Linked DNA regions of Mus musculus: regions 1 and 2 are each linked to region 3. The links are chromatin contacts, called in public Hi-C maps. All regions are on one chromosome and are shown on one strand. Each heading gives the region's core, a stretch centred on a gene start, on an enhancer-like site or on the middle of the called end of the contact. The rest is flanking DNA. Distances are from core to core; before and after follow the strand shown.

Region 1 (4,466 bases), core at 25-2,524, 100 kb after region 3:
TTTATCAAGGATAAGAATGTGAGTGGAGGAGTTGATCAGCCAGTACCGGCCTCAAGGGAAAAATCCAGGTATGCAAGATGATGCTTGCCGTAGAGTGAGCCGCAGAGCAGACTTGACTGTTAGACGTTCCAAGCAAGGGAGAGATCGGTGTGATGTTCCAGTTTCCTACCTAGGTCTTGAGTGACAGCTAACATCACGTCATTGATAAGTGTTCAGTACAGACTGGTGTGGGGTCTTTTGACATCCTCTAACTTGCCATCCTCACAGCTGTTTGGGTACTCAGTTTCTGGAAGATGAAACTAAGACTGCTCATCCACCTTCTACTACTGGCAAACAACACACTTTTTAATCCCTTCAATTGCTGTGGGAAATTTCCTTTTCAACCGAGAACTATTAACCACCTGTTGTGCATTAGCAAACCTCAAGTCCATTTATTGGTTTGAAATTAAGCTCCACTCATCTGATTTCAAGTAACAAGCTGAGGAGAAACTCCGTGGGAAAAAAAAAAATAGACTGAGCTCAAATATACATCTCAGCTGTTACCTGTAAGGCAGGGGAAATCTGAAGCATCTTGGACATCTGTCAGGACTGCAGAACTAAAACCAGCTGCAGTGACAGATGCTGTGTAGCTCCAATGAGCAAGATTGAGAACTTTTTTCTTCTTTCGCTAATTAAATATTCCTAGAGTTGATTACTAATAATGTTTATCACTAAAAAATCCAATTAGAATGTTTTTGTTAAAGTGTTGTTGTTGTTGTTGTTGTTGTTGTTTAAATCAAACAGTGTAACCCTTTTTAAAGACTCAAAATAGGGGTTAAAGAGATGACTCTGTGACTTGTTTTGTAAAGATCAAGTTTGAATCCCCGATGCCCATGTAAAAAGCCAAGCATGGGAGCGTGTACCTGTAACCTCAGCACTGAGGTACATGTATGCAATACACATGCACATGCACACAGGCACACTCCCCAGAATAATCCAAAATACAACCCTTAAAACATTGGTAGTCATCCTTCCAGGCATCTGGTGCAGGCAAATGGGTAGGGTGTTTACAACATTGGATTTGGGGTGTTGGTACTATGCTGGAGGTTTAATCTGTGTCATGGGCTCATTTAGACACACACACACAAAAGGCTCATTTAGACACACACACACACTCACACACACACACCCATTTTAAAGGTCCCTGTGGTAGTTTATCAATGGCTACTTCCAAGAGGAAGTAGCTCCCTCTTGTGGCTCATTGGCGTATGACCCAAGTCATGCTGTGTTTTTGCAACCCTGGGACTTGATGGCACCTAGCACCTAGTCAAAGAAAGCTGACTTGTCGTTAACTCAGGGCCCCTTCATACCCACTGAAATCAAGATGGAAAGCAGAACACCCAAGCTTCCAGCACCAGACTCCCAGCATCCTCTTCTTCACCCTCTGCCTCACTACCCTCAAAGGTCTTGATCTAGTGGTGAATCATTCTCAGGGGAGGGGGAGGAGGACAGAGGTGGACAGTCCTTCACTTCAAAGGGGTTTCCTTTCTTGCCTTGAGCCACTGTGTTCAATTTTGACATTACAGATTAGTTGGGCTACTAGGAAAAGAATATCTTTAGTGGTAAGATTAAATGTTCAGATTTATATATAGAGAGAGAACACAGATCTGATAGGTGAGCAGCATAAAGCAGCTTAAATGTTTTCCGAAAATAAAACCTCAAGAATTGGACATTTCTACTTTATATAAACGATACACCACGTTTTGACAGCTACTTTTCCTTTCTCTCTCTCCTATACAGTATATAGTGGAATGTCATGGGGTCACACTTCTTCCTCAGTTCTTGGGAATGTACCGGCTTAATGTCGATGGAGTGGAAATATATGTGATTGTTACAAGGAATGTGTTCAGCCACCGGCTATCTGTATATAGGAAATACGACTTAAAGGTGAGGTTGACTTTGATAATTTTCAATAAGTTTCACGTTCATTTGCACAAGCCTACTCGCCCATATTGTTTATGTTATCATGTGAACAAAATGGTCAGGGTGCTTCAAGAGCTTGAATCTAGCAGGCAGTTGCCAGCACGTAGGATTAAGCAGCCCATGTTATTACAAGCATGTCAGCCACATGCCATGTAGTACCACATGCCATGTAGTAGCTAAGTGCTGGGGATAGTTTATGAGTTAAACAGACCAGGGACAGCAAGGTGGCCCAGCAGGTAAACTGGGGGCACTTGCCCCCTAAGCCTCATAGCCCAAGGTCACTCTTCAGAATCCAGGCTAGAAGGAAAGAATTGGTTCCCAGAAGTTGGCCTCCTGTCCTCTACTTCACGTGCATAAAACACACACATACGATGATAAAAGAAAACCGAACAGATCTTTAAGTAGGGATGATTACTATCATTATTATTGATTATTATTGATAAATAATGAGCGCTGTGGATGGAAATGAACGGGGGGAACGTCACACTAGTTTTTATTAACAGTAAACAAGCACTCTACTACTAAGCCACAATCTCAGCCAGTTTTCCTCTTATTTTGAGACAAGGTTAGCCCAGGCTAGCATTGAACTCATCCAGAAGCCAACACAGACCTTGAGTGTTAACACCTTGCCTCAGCTTGCCTAGTGCCTGGGACCACAGGCCTGTACCACCAGGCCTACCAAGGCATACATTTCCAGCTAGGATGTTAGGTAAGGTGCATCTGGAAGGGTGGCATTGGTCCCATCTCAAGAGAAATGACAAAGGGAAAAGCCTGAGATCAGACATACCAACAATTTAAAATGAGACCACTGGAGAATTCTGAATTCAGTGACATGACCTGACTTTTAGACAGCCAACTCTGACAGTGTATGTATGCCAAGACCAAGAGGGGTTGCATCTTTATAAAGTTCTGTTGCTGTGTCATCACGTGCATGGTTTCTGTGTTATCTATGCTCTCACACTGTACGGGGCACCGTGAGCAGTGACCAGAGATACTGTATGGACCATGAGGCTAAGATATTTACTCTCTGACCCTGAAAAAGTTCATCTTCCCCTGATCTGTGGTACTCAGTTCTAAGGATTTTGGTTTTTTGTTTGTTTGTTTGTTTGGTTGGTTGGTTGGTTGGTTGGTTGTTTTGTTTTGTTTAATCTTAGGATTCATTCACATGCACAAAAGAGCACCCTAAAAAGCTTTGCCTTCTGTTGGTTATGTCTAGATATCTACAGTATTAGAAATAGAAGCAGGGCTGGAGAGATGGCTCTGCAGTTAAGAGTACTTGCTGCTCTTCCAGAGGACACGAATTTAGTTCCCAGGATCTGGCGGCTCATAACCACCTTTAACTCCCACTTCCAGGGGGTCTGACACCCTCTTCTGGTCGCCCCCATAAACCCTTACATATAAATATATAGGCTCCCTTGTATTCCCTTACATATAAATAAGAATAAATCTTTGCTTGAAAGAAATTTATGAGAAACACTAAACTATTGATATTTATAGTTATTTTAAATAATATTAAACTACTACATATTAATGAATTTTTATGACAGCTGTATTTTTCAAAAGCAAAATATTAGTGAGTCAAGCCTCATGGTTTTACAGTTCTTTCTATTAATTAATTAATTTATTTATTCACCTCACATCTGGAATTCTGCACCCCTTCCTCCCCTCACACAGCTCACCCCCATGGCTTTACATTTTGTTTTAGTTAAATGTGTCCTTTGGCTTTCGTGTTTGTATATGGTGCACTCCTCCCGACGCCTCCTTCCCTCCTAGTCCTCTCCTGCCCCTGATTTCAGGGCTCTGTACTGTGTGGATTCATTAGGGACAGTTGAAATGTCCTGTCCGATCCTGCTGTCAATACTTAGCGGTATTTGCATGAGTAACTGGGAAAAACAGCTGAGTCCACACAAATGTGTAGTTGGGAAGGAGAGATGTGGAGTTTGGGGAGTAATTGTAGATATTCTTTAATAACACACCAAGACTTAATGTCAGTGCTATCTTAGTTAGCCTGGAGCATTTGTACCCTGTTCATTAATACCCGTGGTCAGTTGCAAGCACTGGTCCCAGTGTGTGGTTTTATAGTCATACCTGTTTCACTGGAGACATAGCGGTTCCTTAATTAACACAGGTTCTCTTAATGTTGACATATTGAATTACAGAGTATCAAAAATCATGTGACCATCCCTACTGGTCACATAGAAAGCCTTCCATGCATGGGAACCTGAGGGCAGATACAGTTTTCCAAAAGTCTGGTTTTCATTTGGTAGCCCATTACCACTGACCTCAAAGTCCCATCAGCCATGCTGGAAATGACAGAACCCAGCTCCTCCAGGGCACAGAGCCTTGCAGTTTCAGTCACTGTCAAAAAGTGTCCGTTTCTCAGGTCTGGACAAATACAGTTTATTTGTCATTTCTTTTTTCGGATACAAATGTTGCTTTATGGACGAGAAGGTGTCTGTTTCGGCCATAACTGTTCCTGTCAGGAAAATGACTCTGAGCAGCAT
Region 2 (4,095 bases), core at 1,471-3,970, 77 kb after region 3:
CAGCAGGATTTTGAGTCATGGAAGGGAATTGGGAGTTTAATGCAAGAAGAGAGGGGAAGATAAAGTTGAGTTTCTGACCTGTGGCTTGGAGATCATGAAGTACACACAAGACTGTTGGCCACTCAGTAGGAGTCTGGGGGAGAGGCCCAGCTCCAGGAAGCTTGGCCATAGGAACCCTTGTGGGAGCCTTCCTGGATTCTGTCTCTCGACAGTCATACCGAGTGTCCCCACCTGTATGTTCTTGCTCTGTGCACTGTTTCAACTCTTGTCTCTTCCCCTCTGGGCTGCTGGTATCTTAGTTGGGCTTTTATTGTTGTGAAGAGACGCCAAGGCCAAGGCAACTCTCTTATAAAGGCAAATATAATTGAGGCGGGCTTGCAGGTTCAGAGGTTCAGTCCATTATCATGGCAGGAAGCATGTCAGCATCCAGGCTGACATCTTGCTATTGAAGTTGAGAGTTCTATATCTTGATCATCAGCCATGAGGAGACTGTCTCCCACAGGTAGTCAGCAGGAAGGTCTCTTTTGCCCTGGGTGGAGCTTAAGCATAGGACCTCAAAGTTCACTTGTACAGTAACACACTTCCCCCAACAAGGACACACCTACTCCAACAAGAACATACCTCCTAATAGTGTCACTTCCCATGCGCCAAGATTGTTCAAACCACCACAGTTTTTGGGTTTGTCCAGCTCACTCTTGCAGTTTGTTCTCCCTGGATAGCCACGTTCCGCATTCCCATGGGGCCCTGGGTAGTTACTCCATCCTGTTCGTGGACACTTGGGCTAAAACACACAGGCATTCCATCTCGGATGCTCAGCCTTAAGAAGCATAAGATGCACTCCACATCACCCCAATCTGCATCCCGTTTCTTGGATGTTTTCCTCTCTTCTCTGAAAGTTGAGAAGATGATTCTCCTCCCTCCCCATCACAGTGTCTCTACCCCTCCTTCAAGCACTGTTTTCCTGCTGGGCCTGTGTTTCCTGCCTGGAACCTGCTGTACATCCCCGTGTGCAAGCAAGGTAAACACAATGTTTCCATTTCATGAGCCTCGGAGCATCTAGTGTTAGAGCTCCAAAATCAAGTCCACCAGAGAGTTTAAAACACTGTTCTCATAATGTTCTGTGAGGCCCCTGCACCGTGTTCTCTGTTACCGTTCATTGTAGTCTTTTTCTCTGATAGTTGTTTCATTATTGATAAGCATTAAATGTTTTGCTGTACTGTAAAACGGAAGCCATTCTGTGTTTAGGGTCACTGCTCCCACTTCCTTTAATAAGAACTTAACACCAGGCTTTGAGCACAGTCCACCTTTAATGACTCCACAGTGATGGTCAAGTTAGCTTGTTGGTCTTTAACATTCTCATGATATCAGAAGCCCACCTGTGCTTGCTCCCATATGTCCAAGGGAAACCCAGAATACAACTCTCTGAGGGATAATCGCTCTTTCCTTCTGACTCTGTGATCTGAGGCATGGAGTCATAATCCTGAGTTGTCAACAGGTGTCTAGGCTTCTGGTTCGTAAAACAGGTGCCCACACTGGGAAAAGAACGCTTCATGAGAGTCTAGATGAACCCTGGGTCTTCAGCCACTATGCCCATGTTCACCCACCGTGGTGGGTCTCAGTTTCATCTGTGATATGGGATAGGGGTGGGGCAACAAACTTTCCCAGGTCTCTCAGCTAAGCTCCATCTTCACTCTGTGTTTCCCGCCTGTCATATCCTCCACCACTCTCTGTTGCCATGATGTCCTGCTCAAGCCCTGGGTCCAAGCTGTACTAAGCACTCCCAAACCTCTAACCCAAATAACACCTTCCTACTTAAGTTGTTTTGGTCACAGTGACTTAAAGAGTTACAAATACAGCTTCTTGTGCATAATATTGACAGCTCCTCCTAGGAAGCTAAGTGCTTTCCCACATTGGAGCTTGGTAGAACGGATTGTTTTTCAAGTAGTCTTCCTTTTGACTAACGTTTTTTAAAGGTTCCGCATATGATTTTTTTAAAATAAAACCTACATTTATTTATTTATTTATTTATTTATTTATAGTGTGTGTGAATTATGATAAGGAGTGGGCTGAGGTGCCACAGTACACAAATGGCAAGTGTGCAAATGTGAGATGTCAGTGTCAATAAGTGTGTAAGTGTCAGAAGACAACCTCAGTTCTTTCTTCCATCATGTGGTTCTCAGGAATCCAACTCGGTCATCAGGCTTGGCTGCAAGCACCTTTCCACCCTGAGACATCCCGCTGGCCCTTCACAAGTGACTTTTGCCAGAATGTGCAAGCTACAAGTAGCAAAATAGCAAAACTATATGGAGATAGGAGATTAGGTCAAGAGAGTTAAGTGTGAAAAAATGCTTGGTATTTTCAACGAAGGTGCTGGGGGAAGTGACAGTTACTAAAGCAGGATGTTTTATGAGAACTATAAAGGACTGGTGATTGGAATGAGCTAATTAAATTGACCTTTATGATTTCTCCCCTTTTGGAGGCTCCACTAAGCCTGGACCTCCCACTGTGGAAGTAAACACCCTCGGTGCCCACCATTAGAGGAGGAGGGTGGGAAGGAGGGCACTGTTAATCCTTTTCTGAAAGCGGAAGGACAGTAAATTTCCAATTATAAATACGGGAAGACCATCGCAGGGGAACTTCCCTCATTAGCTTGCTTTATTTCCTGTCGAGGGCTGCCAGAACACCAGAGCCTCAAACACAGCTGCTGAGGCTTGAGACAGGATATCAGATGTCACAAGACATATCTATGGAAAAGGGAACTTAAGTACCAACTTGTATGATTGGGTTTAAAAGGGACGTCGTTTTATCTGCCCATCACCATAGCTTTGTCTTAGAACCGCAGCTTTCATCCAGATAGACATTTTACCCTCAGCTACCCAGAAAGCCAGAGTCAGCCTTAGAAGCAACATCTGCTGCCTGTGACTTGTCCCCCACAGTTACAGCTCAGCACTGGAATGAGCAGAGGTCACTTGTGTCTCCGTCCTCAGCCTGGGTCAGCCTGGGGTCTGTAGCTTTCACAGCTGTGCCGCCCATGGCCTCGTGCAGTGATACCTGTGTTTCTGGGCCATTGGATAAAAATGTGTGGGCCAACTGCAGCACCTTTTAACTGTGAAATGTCCAGATCAGGCAAATGTACCACAACAAGAAACCCTCAGAAGGGGACAGAGAAAGGGAATCGGAACAGAAATGTAGACAGGTTGCTAAAAATGCTGTAAAAAGGACAGGACAGTAGCTGCACGGCTTTGCAAACTCACGAAACCTTCTGAGTTGGACGCTTTAGGTGAGTGGTATGGTCTGTGAGTGGTTTCTAAGTAAAGCCACCGAAAAGGAATGTTTAGAAATTGGCAGGGCAGCTCTGTGGATAAGGGCACGTGGTGCCAATCCTGATGATCTAAGTTTAATTTCCAAAACCCACATGATAGACAAGAACAGTTACCACACAGGGCCATACACATATGCGCACAAGTGAGTGTATGTTTACTTAAAAAGTAAGAGAATGTCTAGGGGCACAGGAGATGTGCCTCAGTAGGTGTAGTGTTTACCGTGAAAGAACGAAGACCTGAGTTTTGATTTCAGGCAGCCACATAAAACAACATACTTCAGTAATCCAGATGCTGGAGAGGAAGAGGCAGGAGGGTGCTGGGGGCTTGGATAGCTAGCCAGCCAGCCTAGCCAAACTGGTGAGCCTCAGGTTCAGTGAAAGACCAAGACACCTGGCATCAACTTCCGTCTTACATACATGTACACACACACATTCACATGTATCCATGCATATACATTACACACAGATAAAATTCATTTATTTTTAGAAAAGAAATTCAGAGTTTAAAATTAGTTTATACTTAATGTGAGACTTTTTATCAATATTGATTTTGTCTGCTTTTTTCTTGGAACAAGTTAGAACATTATATCTACTTAGGACAACTTTTAAAGACTGATAGTTTATGATATGAAATTACCAAATGTAAAGAAGGAAAGCTATAGCCAATGAATATAGCATATTTTGTAGTTTGTGTACATTTATCATTAGTTTTTCTGTTTCATAAACTAAGAGGAAATCGTTGGCCATTTCCCAAATCTCTGGGAATTAACAAC
Region 3 (4,432 bases), core at 1,766-4,265:
TATGCTTGTTATGCATCCAAATTGATGTATAGGAGATAGGTAAGCAGGGGATGTAGCCAGCGATGCAGGAATCCATCCTTCCAGTTTCCTTTGAGTCTATCACTGCTCAGCACCTCTGAGTAGTAGGAGCTGGATACAGAGTGTATCAGCAGGGAGGACAGGAGGGGGTTGGCAGACTAGATTGTGCACCTTGCTCAGCTGGCCATGGCTTTCCTCCTGTTCCTGTGCCAGGAATTCCATCCCAGAATATGTTTTTAGAGTTTTGGGTTTTTTCATTTGCATTTTTTGTTTTTATGTTTTTCGTTTGTTTTGTTTTGTGGTTTTTCATTTTCATTCTGGTGATGGAGTTCTATAGATTTTTATGATCTCCCTAAAATTTGTGTGTGTGTAGAATTTAAATCTTTTGGGGAATACACAAATTACATCACAGCAGAAGGGGTCACATTTACAGGTTATTGTGATTAGCTGTGAGCCCAGCCCAGCATTCTTGTAAACACACACAGACATGGTTGGTTGGTTGGTTGGTTGGTTGGTTGGTTGTTGGTTGGTTGGTTCCATGGAGTGGAGGCCTTGCTGTCTTAAGTAATCCCTTGTCTAAAAAGTGTAGAGATATATTCTAAACATGAATGTTGAGAAGTGTGGAGACACTGTCTAAGCATGAGTGTGTCTTTAAAGGCTTTTAGCCTGGGGAGCGGAGACCATAGCCATGTGTGTGCTGGACGAGTGATCGCTCTACCATCAAGCTCCACCTCTAACCTGCAAACAGAGCTCCTTATGGGCCCTTTGAATCTCCTGGGGAATTTGCTTCCCGCCCTCCTGTATCCTGACTTCCTGCATTCCCCAATATATTCAGATCTCTCAAGGGTGTGCTCTGACCAGTTTCCACGCCCCTCTGTGCTAGTTAGTAATCCACTGCCTCCTTCAGCATCCACCCTTGCAGGCCAGCTTGCAAGTGTACGTTTGGAGCAGAACTCAGTTATGAGTTAGGTCCAAGTGCTTTGGTGTAGAAAGGTCTCTGCAGCAATGGTTTTGATAAGCCAGCGAGGTGCTTTCCCCCCACACTCAGCCAACACGGGAAGAGAGCAGTAATCTTAAGTGACATTCTAAAATGGAAAGAAAAGAAAGAGATGAAGGGAAGCTAGTGCGTCCCTTTGTCATGTTCTTCTCCTTTATGGTTAAAAATTCCGAGTGAATATTTGATCAAGTTTATAGCTAGTGGGGGTTATTTTCTTAATGTGTTATGTGTTAGTGAGTATTACAAAGCATATTCTGATGTGTCTTTGAGTGGTGTGTTCACATAGTTTCAATAGAATTTAAATTTCGCTATCACTATGCGAGGTCCTTTCTAAGAAGCGAGAAGATGAACATAAGCATCGCTGTAAAGAATAGTTACCGTAACTGTCCCACAGCAACCAGTTCACTGGCTCACTCTTTCTCCCCGGCAGCTTTTAGGACACTGACATTATATTGTCTTTGTATTTTCTTATCTTCCTGTGCATTTTTCACAATGAAACTTTAACTGTTTTGTTTTTGTTGTTGTTACTATTGTTGCTTTTGAGAAAAATACAAACCTTTAGCCTAATACTTGCTATGTAGACCAAGCTGGTTCACAGAGATCTGCTCGACTCTGCCTTCCAAGCTTGTGTGTTAATATCCCCTGCAGATTTTAATTTGTAATGCATAGTTTTATGTTAAGGACGGTTTCATGTTCTGTCCATTGGCTCTAGCCTTTACTGTTGTAAGTGCTGCTGCTGTCTGGGTAACATTTACTCTTATGTTGACTGACCCCCTAGGACACAGTGTCCTTCATGGGAATTACATGGTGAAAGTGTAGGCATACTATAGGGTCATGACATGTGCTACCCTACCACATTCTAAAAGATGTCTTCGTTTTAGAGTTAACTTCTTCACCCTGTGTCTTGCTTTGAATATTTCAAAGTTGAATACCAGTAAAGGATGCCTTTTGTTTATATATGGCATAACTTTTGCTATAGTTCTCTATTTCTAATGACCTCTGAAAGCCTAGTGTTCCTAGCTGCAGCACTGTGTGGGTGGTGGTAAAGAATTGAGCAAGTGCCTGATAAAAGGAAGTTTGGTCTGTGGTACTTGCCCTAGAAGGAGATTTTGTGGCCCTGGGTCCTCCTCTCTTAGCCTTTCCTCTTTAGTTTCTTCTCTTTCTCCCATGGAGGGAGCAGGTCTTGTACCAGATGCTAGGTAGAAATAATGCATCATGATGGATCGGCTCCACAGGCCCAGAGTAGCCAGGTAACCAGGAGCCAATAATCCTTATTTTGAAGTTGATTAATTCATATATTTTATATGAATGCAAGGGATTCATATATTTTCTCACAGGGATGCAAGGCTGACTCATAGACTCTAAGATCTCTGTTCATAGGAATTTTCTCCAGCTCAACAAAACTGGAACATATATGTGTGCTGTGGAGTGTCAGGGCTGGAGGTGTGCGCTCTGCTTCCGGGAAAGCAACCTGGCCTGAGGCTGACAGTGGAGGGAAGCTGCTCACAGTTCTTTTTGGGTTCTCCTGGAGACTCTGGGGGTCTTAAAGCCTGCTCTCCTCCCCTCCCCTCCCCTCCCTCCCCTCCAGTCTTTCTTTCTTTTTGTTTCCTGGCAGTTAGCTGGAGAGAACAGTGGTGGGCAGGTATCAGCCAGAGGTGGATAATCTTCCAGGCAGATGGTTCCTGAACCCCAGAAGAACGTTAGCAGCATTTACAGTTGGTGTGTGTTGCACTCGGGCCAGAGCATTTGATGGCAGGAGTTTGTAGCCAGCCTGACCACTCAGCCCTGCACTTGACCTTTGTATGATTCAGATGAAAATGTTCAGAAAATTTAACACGACATCCCTTTGGGTCCATAATTAGAGTGTGTGTGTTTGCTTTCAGAGGTTGGATGCTGTCATCTCTCTGTGGTCCTGTCAGCCTTGGCTGTTTGATTCAGTGTGTGCCTGCAGTGTTAGATACATCATCTGATGTTAATGAGGTAGTCATCTGATACCGCAGCTCCTTCCCCAAGCTTGGTGTGGCCAGACAGGGAAGGGGAAACAGTGAGAAAGACAAGTACATGCTTATAGACCAGAGCTCCATGGAGATCCACGCTTCCAGTGTGAGGATGTGTTGCTACAACCTGGTAACTGTCACTGCTACTTACAAGAATCTAAGAAGGGCTTTAAATAGAGCCCTTGCAAAACTTCTTTTCATAAAAGTTGAGCCTCAATTGATTCTCTTTTATTTTTAATTTCATTTAATTAAAATCTTTTCATTTTATATGTATGGGCATTTTGCCTGCATGTGTCTCTGTGTATCGTGAATGTGCCTGGTGCCTGCAGAGGCCAGAACAGGGCATATGACCCTCTGGAATTGGAGTTACAGATAACTGTAACTTGTGGGTTCTGGCAGTCAAACCTGGGTCCTCTGAGAGAGCAGCCAGAGTTCTAACCAGCTGAACTGTTTCTCCAGCCCCCTGATTCTTACTTTTTTATAGTTTAAAATTAAATAAAAACAAAATTAAAAGTCCTCTGTAAAAGATGATAGTATATATTTAGCTTGGACAATTCTAATAAAAAATTATACTTTATTTTGTTGTCACTTAAAAATACAAATGTTGGCATAAAACAGAACCTCCAGGCTTTGGGAAGCAGGGACTTTTCAGTGTGAGTGACTTAGGTACTTTTTCATTTGTTTAAAAGCAGAATCTCTAAAATTATGGGTCTAAATCTCTTGTGCCCTTTCTGTTTTTAAGAGGTAGAGACAAGAGTATACCTTGTTTCCTCCCACAAGACTTCCAAAAATTCTCATATTAGAGAACTATTTTGGATGGATCAATTTTCCTGTAGCTGGAATGATCAAATGCTACTTTAAAATAATATATTTCCATTTTTGGATCTTCCAAACGAGACACCATTGAATACTCAATTGATCGGGCTACTTATACAAAGCAAAGACCATTGCGATGGTGTGTTGTGTATATTAGAAAGTTTTCCGTAGAACTTTTAGATGCACCAATTGAGAGGAGATGTATAAGTGGCTACCTGAGCATGGACCCAGACAAGGATGACATTAGGAGACTCACTAATGTGTAAAGGGAGAAGCCCTGTGGAGAACATTACAGTCAAACTGTTACAGGTTCTTATCAAAGAGATAGCCCAGTTTTGTGACAGGTAGCCTAAATCAAGGCTGCTGGTACATTATAAATGCTGAGTTTCTTGCTGTTTTTTATTACATTTATATATTTTAGTGGTTCTTTACAGCTCCTCATGTTGTGGTGGCCCCCAACCATAAAATAATTCTATTGCTATTTCAGCTGTAATTTTGTTACTGTTGTGAATTGTAAAATACATATCTGATATGCAGGCTATCTGATATAGAACCAAAAAGGTCACAGCCCCCAGGTTGAGAACCAGTTATTTATTTAGTATGT

What was found. A called contact is a pair of places that touch in the nucleus more often than the background predicts.
Region 1: a Hi-C map of bone marrow-derived macrophages shows a contact between it and region 3, with 31 read pairs. The contact joins two enhancer-like sites. A contact is called at or near these places in 2 of 15 datasets of contacts at CTCF or cohesin (large pre-B cells and pro-B cells), 14 of 484 Hi-C or Micro-C datasets (the C2C12 cell line, CD4 single positive thymocytes, DN2 thymocytes and 9 more), 1 of 115 datasets of contacts at active chromatin or transcription factors (microglia) and 1 of 9 other capture datasets (pancreatic islet).
Region 2: a Hi-C map of bone marrow-derived dendritic cells shows a contact between it and region 3, with 3 times the contacts expected there. The contact joins two enhancer-like sites. A contact is called at or near these places in 6 of 484 Hi-C or Micro-C datasets (the AML12 cell line, B cells, bone marrow-derived dendritic cells and 2 more), 2 of 115 datasets of contacts at active chromatin or transcription factors (the HPC-7 cell line and microglia) and 1 of 9 other capture datasets (adipose tissue).

Annotation. Positions count from the first base shown.
Region 1 is chr2:18,869,744-18,874,209 of GRCm38.p6, reverse strand. Pip4k2a (phosphatidylinositol-5-phosphate 4-kinase, type II, alpha) reads left to right here. Exons shown (of 10, transcript NM_008845.4): 5 at 1,780-1,926. Gm33534 (a long non-coding RNA gene) reads left to right here. Exons shown (of 2, transcript XR_374031.3): 2 at 1-826. Among named protein-coding and RNA genes, the nearest start is that of Gm33534, 7.0 kb to the left of the region's middle. Within about 2 kb of position 1,274, at least 12 of the 459 cell types and tissues checked have an H3K27ac peak or open chromatin away from gene starts, as enhancers often do. A contact at or near this core is called in bone marrow-derived macrophages, where this site is marked.
Region 2 is chr2:18,896,691-18,900,785 of GRCm38.p6, reverse strand. The region is part of intron 3 of Pip4k2a (phosphatidylinositol-5-phosphate 4-kinase, type II, alpha); the gene reads left to right. Among named protein-coding and RNA genes, the nearest start is that of Gm33534, 20 kb to the right of the region's middle. Within about 2 kb of position 2,720, at least 116 of the 459 cell types and tissues checked have an H3K27ac peak or open chromatin away from gene starts, as enhancers often do. A contact at or near this core is called in the HPC-7 cell line, bone marrow-derived dendritic cells and bone marrow-derived macrophages, where this site is marked.
Region 3 is chr2:18,974,019-18,978,450 of GRCm38.p6, reverse strand. The region is part of intron 1 of Pip4k2a (phosphatidylinositol-5-phosphate 4-kinase, type II, alpha); the gene reads left to right. Among named protein-coding and RNA genes, the nearest start is that of Pip4k2a, 22 kb to the left of the region's middle. Within about 2 kb of position 3,015, at least 43 of the 459 cell types and tissues checked have an H3K27ac peak or open chromatin away from gene starts, as enhancers often do. A contact at or near this core is called in the HPC-7 cell line, bone marrow-derived dendritic cells and bone marrow-derived macrophages, where this site is marked.